2 separate regions of the Mus musculus genome follow, and region 1 is linked to region 2. The links are chromatin contacts, called in public HiChIP or PLAC-seq maps. All regions are on one chromosome and are shown on one strand. Each heading gives the region's core, a stretch centred on a gene start, on an enhancer-like site or on the middle of the called end of the contact. The rest is flanking DNA. Distances are from core to core; before and after follow the strand shown.

The links. HiChIP or PLAC-seq counts read pairs in DNA pulled down with a chosen protein or histone mark.
Region 1: an H3K27ac HiChIP or PLAC-seq map of neural progenitor cells shows a contact between it and region 2, with 6 times the contacts expected there. The contact joins the promoter of 3110015C05Rik here to the enhancer-like site in region 2. A contact is called at or near these places in 1 of 15 datasets of contacts at CTCF or cohesin (the NIH/3T3 cell line), 7 of 484 Hi-C or Micro-C datasets (LSK cells, cerebral cortex, cortical neurons and 2 more), 2 of 115 datasets of contacts at active chromatin or transcription factors (neural progenitor cells and stem cell-derived neural progenitor cells) and 1 of 9 other capture datasets (embryonic stem cells).

Annotation. Positions count from the first base shown.
Region 1 is chr13:111,225,037-111,231,417 of GRCm38.p6, reverse strand. It overlaps 3110015C05Rik (RIKEN cDNA 3110015C05 gene), which reads left to right and starts at 1,987. Exons shown (of 3, transcript NR_045908.1): 1 at 1,987-2,476.
Region 2 is chr13:110,751,261-110,757,202 of GRCm38.p6, reverse strand. No RefSeq gene overlaps it. Among named protein-coding and RNA genes, the nearest start is that of Gm33172, 70 kb to the right of the region's middle. Within about 2 kb of position 3,027, at least 15 of the 459 cell types and tissues checked have an H3K27ac peak or open chromatin away from gene starts, as enhancers often do. A contact at or near this core is called in cortical neurons and neural progenitor cells, where this site is marked.

The sequences.
Region 1 (6,381 bases), core at 738-3,237, 480 kb before region 2:
GTTCCAGGAGCAGAAAGAGACAGTAGAAAGCCCCGAGGCAGGCGCAAACTTGAAGTGTGCTCAGAGGAAGTTAGACATATGCAGTGGATGGATGAGTATAGGTTAGAGGAAGAACAAGGCAGGCGCAAACTTGAAGTGTGCTCAGAAGAAGTTAGACGTATGCAGTGGATGGATGAGTATAGGTTAGAGGAAGAAGAGGAAAAAGAGGAGATGGAGAAGGATGAGGATGTGGAAGAGGAGGAAGGGGAGGGGGAGGGAGAGGGGAGAAAGGTGTTAAATGACTTTCAGGGCTTTCCAGGTAATAATGATATGAAATAATGATATGAAAAGTGATTTGGTCTGTTGGGAATGATCTTTCAGATGTGCCAAGTTTGAAATGCCTACTGGATTCCAAGAGCTGATGTTGAGAAGACAATTAGATGTCCAAACCAGGAACTTAGAGGGGATGGTGAACTGGAGTCACATGTCTTGGGACCTAATGTATAAATGTCTCATAAAGCCGTGACTTCTGAGGGGATGAACCAGATAATGTAGATAGATAGATAGATAGATAGATAGATAGATAGATAGATAGATAGATAGATAGACAGATAGGAGACTGTCCTGGTGCACTCTTCCATATAGAAGTCAGAAGCAATAGGAGGAGCTTGCACAGGGGTCTTGGAAGTAGGTAACAGTAGTGAGAACGTGGAATCCAGGCATAGACTCAGGAACCCTGTCTAAAGAACAAAAGATTTAAGGCTAGCTTGGTAGTGTACACCTGCAATATCAGTACCTGGGAGGTAGAGGCAGGAGGATGAGGAGTTCCAGGTCACTCTTGGCTACATAGCAACTTCAAAGCTAGTTTGAGATACAGAAAATATCATTTCCTTCCTCTACCCACCATAGAATGAGGGACTTATGAACCCTGACAAATGCAGTGGCTAAAAAAGCAAGATGATCCAGGGCTGAGTGGAAATTCATATCTATCATCTATCTATCTATCTATCTATCTATCTATCTATCTATCTATCTATCTACCTACCTATTTATCTACCTATCTATCATCTTATGTATTTATCATCTATTTATCTACCTACCTATCTACCTACCTATCATCTTATGTATTTATCATCTACCTACCTACCTACCTACCTATCATCTTATGCATTTATTATCTATCTATCTATCTATCTATCTATCTATCTATCTATCTATCTATCTATCTATCTATCATCTATCTATCTATCTATCTATCTATCTATCTATCTATCTATCATCATGTATCTACATACCTATCACCTGCTATCTATTTTACATGCATGTAACATATATGCACATATATACTATATACATACACATGCAAACATTTGTGACATCACCAGAGCACTTCTGCTTCTTTAAAATGATTTTTTTGTAGACTTTTAAAAATTATTTTGTTTTGTAGGTCAGCAATGTTCTCGCTGTTGGAAAATAATTCAAGTAATCACACAGTCATAGGCCCCCTTCTACCTCCTACTTGTTGAAATGCCGAAGAGATTTGGGGGGACCACCTATTTTAATCAAGATTTTATTCCAATACCTAGCATATTAAGCATCTGCTCTTTATTAGTCTCTCTGCCAAGATTCATAGAACATACGGACTCTTTTTTCCTGCTAGAAGCCAAGTATGATAACTATCCAGAACGAGAATCATCTTAGAATTTTGGAAAGAACATGGTTGAAAGGGCCAGAGTATCTGAAATAATCTGGTATAATGACAATAAAAAAAGAACACATGGTTTCAAACTTAGCAGATCACTGACACCAATCCCAGCTCCGTAGCTTGCCACTTGATCTCACACGAGCCTGCGGGATGCTTTCTAGCCTATAGAGTGGAATAAATATTATCACTTATTCTTTCCTTCTGGAGGGGAACAGAGCCCCCCCCCCACCTGAAATCGTGTGGCTAGAGATTATCCCAGCCAGAGAGTCAGGACCAGAACTCCTGACTTAATTTCCTATCTTGCTCTTTTCCATCTCTTTTCAAGGAGCCACCATGCCCACGTGTAGTGTAGTTTGTTTCTGCATTTTCTTTTACACCATAGTGTGCTCTTGTGAGGTCCTTGCTGGGATTAGCCCAAGACACACATCCTATCTATGTATTGCTTCATCTTCACCTGCCATGCTTTCTATCCCAACAACTCATAGGATTACAGAGTCACATCACTGAAGCATCTGGCTGCTCTCGCTCTTACATGTTTCTCTGTCTCTGTCTCTGTCTCTGTCTCTGTCTCTGTCTCTGTCTCCCTCCTTCCTCTCTCTCTCTCTCTCTCTGTCTCTCTCTCTCTCTCTCTGTGCATGGGAGAGGTTTGGCACTCCTGTACTCTTCTATTTTCTAGCCCCACTCCGGATCCCTGGGGTGGTCTCTGATGGAGTGGAGGCAGCCTGGGCATGGAGGGGAGGCGTGCCTGATGTGGGTCCAGCCGGTCCCCCATGTGCTCTGACCCCCTTTGAGGTAAGTGGAGCCACATTTCTTTCCTGGCAGCTGCAGAGACCAAGCGTCAGAAAAGGGCTTTGAAGTTTCCCAAGGAGGAAAGACATTCTATAAAGAGAAGGGCTCATGATTGTTTCCTGACTTCAGTGCGTTAGCAATGGTCTGCTGAATTTTGGAGAGCAGCAGTGGCCTTCACATTTAATTGTTTTGATTCCTTTTTAATAATAAAAAACCCTCTTAGTTAATATGATTGGAAAAACAAGCTAAAAACAATAGGAACAAATGTCAGAGCTGCTCAAATATCTGTTTGTAAATCAGATGGTGAATAAAGGCACCTAAAAGAAAAAAAAATCCCTAAACTTGGTATCATTAACTTTGTTACAACATGCAATATAAGTTTAGGATTATCAAATTTACTGAAATACATTTTCAATATATGCTTAGAATTTATTTTCATCTCCCTGTTCTATTTTCAAATAGCCCTAAGGGCATGAATTGCTTATTTTAAATTCGCCTCAAATTCAGTCCTCTGACCTTCACCCCAACTATCACAGCATCTCCCTTGATCTTGCATCTTCCTCTCAGTCCTTCTCTCCCTCATATTAGCTTCTTTGTATGTCTCTTTGTGAGGAATAGCTCTCTTCTCCCAATTGCACAAATAATATAGCTATTTTTAACTTTTGCTGACAATAGTCATGTTCATGAGCAGATATAAGTATGTGTGTGCGTATGTGAGTGCATGGGTGTGCTTATGTGCGTGTGAGCATGTCTGTGCATATGTGAGTGCATGGGTGTGCTTATGTGTGTGTGAGCATGTCTGTGGATACCAGATGTCAGTGTCAAGCATCTTTCTCAGTTTCAGTCCATTTTGTTTCCTTGAGATTGAGCCTTTCAGTAGACCTTGAGTGCACTGATCCAGCCACACTGGCTGGCTAGTGAGCTTCTGTGATCCTCCTGTCTTTGTTTCCCCAGTGCTGAGATTATAAGTAAGTATGGTTGCACACACTCTTTGATGTGGATTTTGGGGATTTAACTCAGGTCCTTGGGCTGTGTGGTAAGGACTTTACAAACTGAGCCATCTCCCTAGACCTGTAGGTTGTATAAGTTTTATAGTTTGTCTTTAATCAGCTCTAAGGAGATTGAGTGGCCATAGCCAAGATTGCTGGAATGCTTGGCAGAAGACTGTATTCATGCAGCGAGCATTCAGTTAAGGTTATCAGGCTCTGAGTGTCTACACTGCATTGTGTTATGTGAGTTGGGGCACTACACAAAGGAGCAGTTACTTAGTGAATGTTTGAAGAAGGCATGTTATGATGGGAGACACATTCTTGCTGACATAATAAGAGGGAAAGATTATAGAGGATGGGAAGCAAGCAATGTCTTGAAGAACTGCAGGCTTAGCATGGTACAGGGAGAGGAAATGCTGTTCTGGTTAGAATTGCAGCAGAGGGCATTGGAACGGTCTGAAACCCAGCAGTGTAACTGGCAGATCTATTAAACTAGAGTGGAAGTAAGGAATACAGACTTGGAACTTTAGAATAGTGATCTAGGAGAAGCAAGGGTAGAGGGATGCAGACTTGGGAGAAGGTGGGCCTGTGGGTGGCTTATTGGGTAAGGGGGCTTGCCATCAAGCTTGCCAGCCTGAGTTTCATCTCTGTAACCTGCACGTGGAGGGCAAAAATTGATACCTTCTCTAAGCCTCACATACACACTGTGGTATCTAATCACATATGCACATGAGATCAACCAGCCAATAAACCTAAACATGTATTTTAAAAGGGAAGCAGACAGCATGGGATGTCATTGATAGTGAGCTGCGAAACCCTCCTTGGAGCCCCATAGCTTGTAACTATAACCACAAAGTTCACTGAGATACATTAAGTTTGGAACTATGCTTTGAGTGTTTGAGTGTCTTCCTTAAATAAGCTGTGTGATAGCTGGGCAGTGGTAGCATGCGCCTTTAATCCCAACACTTTTGAAGCAGATGCAGGCAGATCTATGAGTTTGAGGCCAGCCTGGTCTACAGAGTGAGTTCCAGGACAGCCAGGGCTACATCCTATCTTGAGAGAAAACAAACCAAAACAAATCAACCAAACAACAACAACAACAACAACAACAACAACAACAACAAACTGTGATGTTTTAATATGTGAGGTCCTTACTATAAAGTAATTGGGGGGTGGGGGGGGGCTAGGCAATAGAGACCCAAGTAAAACATCCAAAAATAAAGTTCTCATCAGAGCTAAGGAACCAAAGATTCATGAGGACTAGACTCAGAGATTATAGAACTGGGCAGAGCTGGGATGAAAGCCTTATGTTAGAGGTAGGGTTGAGAAGAGGGATAAAGGAAGAAAGGGTGCTTCCTTCCCGACTTCAAATGCTGCCTCCTCCTCTTTCTGCCTCAGGCTGAACTGGTCAGGTCTCTGGAGGACAGTTTAGTCTAGTGATTAAACACATGGATTCTGTTAGTTCCCGGTCCGCCATATGGGCTCTATGACCTGGGACAGATCAACTTGGCTGGTCTTCAACTTTAACATTAGTCAGCTGGGGGAGAGTTAAAGCACCCTATCCTAAAGTTACTAAGAAAGTTCAAAATAGTCGAAGGAAAGGCAGGCTGCGACTCTGCTTGTGTGCTGGCTGGTGCTATTCAGGGTTTTCTTTGTTCTGATCTTCTTCTTCTTCTTCTTCTTCTTCTTCTTCTTCTTCTTCTTCTTCTTCTTCTTCTTCTTCTTCTTCTTCTTCTTCTTCTTCCTCTTCTTCTTCTCCTCCTCCTCCTCTTCCTCCTCCTCCTCCTCCTCCTCCTCCTCCTCCTCCTCCTCCCCCTTCTTTTTTGAAACGGAAGATTGAGGATCTAGTTTACTCTGGAAAGAAAAGGACAAGTAGGAATTTCCAAAAACTGTTAGTCGAACCCCCTTTGTAGTCTGCTTAGCTGATCCCTCGGCGTGAAAAACTGGGCCAGCATCAGAGCCTCTTTCCTCTTCTGCTCTACTCTCATTTCCTGATTCTGCTGGCACGTGTGGCACAGAGGGATCATCTTTTCTGCTACTTTCCGGGGAATATTCAAAGAAAGCATGAGCATCTCAGTTCAGCTGATAAAACGAGATAGCGTGAGGCCCTTGCTTGTAGGGCTAGTTTGAATTCAGCTCTACCAACTTCCTGTATGCAGAGAACCTTCAAGCACTGGCACTTCCCCATGGAGACAGGATGTAGAATTCCCCAGAGAAGAGGAAGTAATTGGTCAAGGATGTAATGCCTTTCTGTGTATTTTCTCAGGTTGTCCCCAAGAGAAGGCAGTCATTATTCTTATTTTATTGGTGCAGAAGCAAATTGACCGCCATTAGGCTACACATCTAGGTATGACTAGCAGTAGACTTCCCGACGTGTATCCTATGATGAGACTGTTTGAATATGATATGTCAATCCCAGACTTGAGTGATTGTACTCTGGCTGGTGGCAATGTTTTTGGGGTAGTGCAGGGCATAGATGGAGGAAGTAAGTTGTTAGGGTGAGCAGGTCTTGTGGGTACAGCCTGCTACCTGATCTGTTGACCTGTCTGCTTCCTGATGGGTGCCTTGTAAGGAGTCTAGTCATACTCTTGATGTCACAGAAGAGCTGGCCCTGTTGCCATGGCTTCTTTGCTATGGTGGACTGCCCCTTCTCAAACTGTGAGCTGCTTCTGTTGTGCATTTTGTCTGGCTTTGAGAAAAGTAACTAATCCAGAAGAACAATGCTTCTCTTCTCTCCCTCCAAGGAAATCTAGGAGTTTCTCTCTTGAAATAGTAGGGGACCAAATGAATGTACTATGTGTATTCCACTTTTGTGATATTCCACCTTTGAGATTTCCAAATCTCTGCTGAACCTGACATGACAACTTGGTACAGACACGGCATGTCTGTATGTCTTGTCTTACCTCATAACAACATGAG
Region 2 (5,942 bases), core at 1,778-4,277:
AAACAGGTTCATTTTCTAATAGCCTGGCTCATTTCTTAGTGTTCAAGGCTATTTTTTATGATTGCATAACTGTCATAAAGAGAAACCAGGCTCTTTCAAATCTCCGTATGGCTTATTCCCAAAGTTCTTTTCTAGCAGCAGCACGATGAGTCATCTGTATGCAATGACCTTGTAAAGTCATCTCAAGAGAGCTGGAGAGCTTCCACCAAAATTGATAAAAGCATCAAGAAACCCATGTATCACTCAAAGGAACCTTGGATTTCCACTGGGTGCCAAAACTACCTGAGCTTTCAGGATTTTTGTTTTGTTTTGTGTTTTTTAAATAGAAAAATACTGGCCAAAATTAAAAACTTAATAAGTTAAACAGAAGATATCATCAAATATCCATTCAAAGAAAAAACACCATTTTATATGAACAGCTAGAGCTTCCTAATGGCACAAAATATACTCCTTTCTTTAATTTTTTTTTGTGAAGGGTCATTTATGCAAGGCCAGTTTTTTTTTAAACCAGAGATTTAATAAAGAAAAATAATCTACAGTATATTCTTGGCCTCTGCTCACCAAGCATTATATTTTCAAGTCTATATTTTATCTGTCATTGACTATAGCATATTTGCAAAGTCCTATAACCCAGCACTACAGAGGGCGTGACAGAAGGTTCAGGAGTTCAATGTTATCCTCCACTAAGGAGAAACTTTCTTTGACTCTCCTAGGCCATGTGAGAACTTGTCACAAAAGGAAGAAAGAAGGAGAGAGAGAGAGAGAGAGAGACAGAGAGAGAGAGACAGAGAGAGAGAGAGGAGGTAGAGAGGTAGAGGGGAGGGGGAGGGAGGAGAGGAGGAAGAAGGGAGAGAGCAAGAGAGAATTCAATGTAGTAATGATATTTCTAGAGCCTCTCCTAGGCTTAAAACTATGATTCTCAAAGCAACTAACATCTACAATTATGTGAAATTCCAGACAATGATGAGTTTGGCAGAGAATAGGAATTCACTTATGATCCATTGTAAATATGTTCCCTAAACACTCAGGTGAGAATTTTAATGCAAAAGCTAGTTAAAAAAATAAAGGCAAGCCTGCGGTATGTCAGTATTTCAGTGATTGCATGTGATGTTCCATCGGCTTCTGTTGCATCACATAGAAACTCAACGGGAGGAGAGGCCCTTGGTCCTGTGAAGGCTCGATGCCCCAGTGTAGGGAGATGCCAGGGCCAGGAATTGGGAGTGGGTAGGTTGTTGAGCAGGAGGAGGTGGGAGGGGAAACCAGGAAAGGGGATAACACTTGAAATGTAAAGAAAGAAAATATCTAATTAAAAAATGTTAAAAAAAAAAAAAGGAAATTTCTTCTGCTTCTGATGCAGATAAGGAAGTCCTGATGACCTCAGTGATGTGGCCCATGATCCAGAACATCTGAGCAGATGTAAAGGACTGGATTCTTGCTTTGCCTAGTGTTTCAGTGTGGTCAACAGCTCAAGATGGCCAGAGCATAACAAACCATGGACACCCAGGCATGGGATATGACTGCATGTTGTCGCTCACAGATAGTTTACTTTGTTCTGGCTTTAGAGAACAGCACTGCTAAGAAATAGGGCTGAGTTTGGTGGTTGATTATGGGATGGATCCCTGGCTGGGGCAGTCTCTGGATGGTCTATCCTTTTGACTCAACTCCAAACTTTGTTTCTGTAACTCCTTCCAGGCGTGTTTTGTGCCCAATTCTAAGAAGGGCTGAAGTGTCTCTAGCTGCATATGTAGCAGAAGATGGCCTAGTCGGCCATCATTGGGAAGAGAGGCCCCTTGGTCTTGCAAACTTTATATGCCCCTGTACAGGTGAATACCAGGGTCAAGAAGTGGGAGTGGGTGGGTAGGGAAGTGTGTGTGTGTGTGTGGGGAGCATTTGAAATGTAAATGAAGGAAATACCTAATAAAAAAACTGGAAAAAAAAAGGGGCTGGGAATGTGACTCAGTGGCAAAGTATTTACCTAGTATGTGTTAGGTCATGGGTTCAATCTCCACTAACACACACACACACACACACACACACACACACACACACACACACACATACACACACACACACACACAGAGTCACACAGACACACAGACATACACAACACACACACACATACACACACAAACACACACACACACACACACACACACACACACACACACACACACACACAGAGTCAAAAGACAAATACAAAACAAAGAAGCAGTTTAGCATGTGATCTACTTTACAGGGTCTTTTCTCTTACAGCTGCTTTAGAAATGTGGCCACTCGGAAGAGAGAGGCTGGATGACAGTGCCACCATCTGTGTCCTCATAACAGTGGCTGTCCCTGGAGTTCTGGGACCCAGATTTCATTGACCCAGTTCCAGAGCCTGTAGACCTTTCTGACATGTTGAGATCCAGATGGAGCCCAGCATTCCACAGCCAGAGTGAAATTCGACTTTGCAAATTGAACGCTACGAGATAAATATGTTCTCGGTTGAAGACTAGACATAGTACATGCGCTCTTGCCCTTGTAGCATTGTTGGCGGATGCAAGTGTTTCCAGTTGCCATGATACCGCATCACTGCTCAGAGTCTACGAGTCTTTGGGCCAAGCATAATAGTCTGCCTGTTACTGTACTTCACTTTATTTAGCTCCACACTCAATGCACAGCAAGACATGTTTGTTAGCTGCACGACCAGAGAATATGATAATTGCCTTCCCATTATCTAGGACACAATAATGTGATTGGATCAAAAATGTTCTGTATAATAGTAGGATCTTGATGTATTCCTGTATCCTCCCAAATTTACCAGATGTGATTCAGTAGAAAATAATATGGACACAAAGTGAGGCTGAAAGAATCCAACCTACTGTTTCCAGTTTCCTGACTGTGACAGACTCTATATTTTAAGTGAATTGAAATGCATTAATGAAACAAAGAACTTTGAAATTACAAAAAGCCGTTCTATTTCCTCCCGTCCATTTACTTCTTACTATTTGATAAGAGAACACGCATCCTTCACTTCCCAACTCCACCAGATCCCTGATCTGTTTTAGCATGAAGGAGATTTTGGCATGAAGGAGATTTTGTTCCCTCTGTGCCTGTCCTGTTAAAATGACAGTTATGCAGTACACCACCAGCCAGAGGCACCTTGAAACTGCTCAGAATCAGGCACAAATGCTCACTGCCTCTCCTGGTCACTGTCATCTCCTCCTCTCAATTTTGTTGTTATTACTTGGGGGATGGATTTCGCAACTATACATTCTCCAGTTCCCCTTGACACTGAGTCTAAACCATGTTTCACGTGGGGCGAACCTCTCCATTCCTCCACAGCACCCTAGGCTTGTTTCAGTCCATATTTTACTAGCAATAGCACTGTTGATTGCTCACATGTGATACCTACATACAGATCTCCAACTTTTCTTCTTTTTAGCCCAACCAAGGAAACAGTTCATCCAACCATTGAATCCACTTGACCCATCATTAGCTCCAGTTCTGAGATCAAATCATTTTCTTTCTCATGTAACTTACATCCTATAGACTCTGCTGGGCCCTTACGATCAGTATTATACTTTCCTAGAAAACTTTTAACTCTGCTTAGATTTAATTATTCAGTTATTCCCCATTTTATATTGCATGGATGAAGATGGTTCTATAGAAAAGTGCACAAAAATAAAAAAAAAATAATGACAAACATATCAATCAAATGCTAAATATGGTAGTACAACACCTCTATAGTCCAAGTATTTGTAGGGATGAGATATAAGATCGGAAGTTCAAAGCTATCCTGGGCTAAATAGCAAAATGGGGCCAGCCTGGGATACATGAGTTCCTTTATAAGAAAGAGAAAAACAAAACAAGACAAAACCTCCACAACCAGAGCAACAACAACAAAAGCTTTCTGAAGGTCTCAACAGTGTTAAGCCACTTTACCTTGCTCCTCTCTTCTATTCCACAGCTTATGCCTCAGCCCAAGATTTTGAGATGATTGTTTTGCTTCTTTTCAAAATCCCCAAACATCATTTATCACTTTTTCTCAAGGTGAATCTCCTACCAATAGAAATAGGCATAATACAGTTTCAAAGATAAAATTGTTAGAAATTTCAGGACTGTGCCAGGAGGGCAGAATGCTGCAAGTTAGTGCCTTCTAAACTCAGGGTCCAATGCATCTGAATAGGCTGCGGGGTGTGAACTTGGCCTGTCTCAGACACTACACATGGGAGGGAGGCAGGAGATTCTAGCTGCATTGCAAGGCTGCCAGCACAGAGGGATCCCTTTGTTTCGGTCTGTTGGATACAGTACAGGTAACTGAATCCCAGTTCCATGTGTTAAATGTAACACTACCTGGCTGTGAGTGAATTAATCATTAAAAACGGACCAGTGAGAAAACACCATGCAAGTCTAACACAGGAGAGAGAATGAAAATGTTAGAGCTGACAAAGAGTTACGAAGGAGTGAAATCTCAGAGCAGCTAATCAACACTACAGAAATAGAAGAAACAGTAAAATAGTTAAAATATATTTACAGTATAAGTTATTTGTTTTATAAGATGTCTCACCATATAGCCCTATGTAGCCTGGAGCTTGCTATGTAGACGCGAGTGACGTTGAACTCCCAAAAATCTGCTTGCTTTTACTCCTGAATATTGAAACTAAATGTATACACCACCAGGCTGAATAAAAATGATGGCACTAATGATGAATTTCAACATTGTACTATATACCTTGACAAGTTAAATATTATATGTGTATTTGTATATACAATGGAGTTGCTTACTCAAATATTTTCTATTAATAGCTCTGATAATCTCTCCATTTCATTACAATTATGCTTCATAACTATTATAGAATTAAAGATAAGAACATAAGTAGATCCTATCTTGGGAAGTGAAGTCTCACATGTCATCATAAGTGGTCAAAAAGGATTAAAACATACTTTTGACATGTGTATGAATGTCCTTGATATTTACTGCTGAAAGAAGTGTAGACAGGGCTTTGCTTGATGAAAATCTTAGACTTCTGAAGACATCCTCATTGTTGAAATGTTTCACATGTGCATACACACACAAAGAAAAAGATAGGAAGGTAGGAAGGGTAGATGGGTATACACTGTTTCCTCCCTAAAAGATGTTGGAAAGTTAGTTAGAATACCCCAGTATTCCCCCTACTATGAAGTGGAAACACTGCACTTTGAAACATGAGTTTTACTTATGGTTTAAACACATGAAGTGTACAGGTCAAAGCCCAAGTGTGAGAAAGGATAGGGATGGATTTTATATAAACTTTGAATGGTGTTTGCTGTGGATAGTTTTCATTGTAAACTCAACAAACTCCAGAATCACTTGGCAAGAGTCTCATTGAGGGGGTTGCCCAGATCAAGTTGGTCTGTAGGTTTAATCCTTAATGGCTATTAAGCATACTGTTTCACTATGAAAATTCTTGACAACTTACATTGACATAGAATAATTCCAATTCCCTATGATACTCTCTACCCTTGTCCTTATCTTCATTTCTACCTAGTTATAAAGCCTAGAATGTATGACCTGAAGATCTCAATACATTAATTAATTTAGTAGACCTCTTTTTCCTCAGGGGTTTTATTTCAATAACCCCAGGGCATGACTGAGATATTAATATTGCTGTAGTTTCAATGTTGAATGTCCACCCAGAGACCCAGGTATCAAAGACTTTGTTTTTAAGGAGATGTTGTTTGGAGATGAGAAGGACTTTAGGAAGTTAGGTTCTATGAGTGGTACTTGGGTCTTTATGGGCATTTTCTACAGCAGTGGTTCTCTCAGCCTTTCTACTGCTGCAACCCTTTAAAACAGTTCCTCATGTTATGATGACCCCCAACCATAAGTTAATTTTGTTGCTACTTCATAAGTGTAGTTTTGTTGCAGTTATGAATTATTCCCTAAATATCTGTGCTTCCTGGTGCTCTTAGGTGACCCC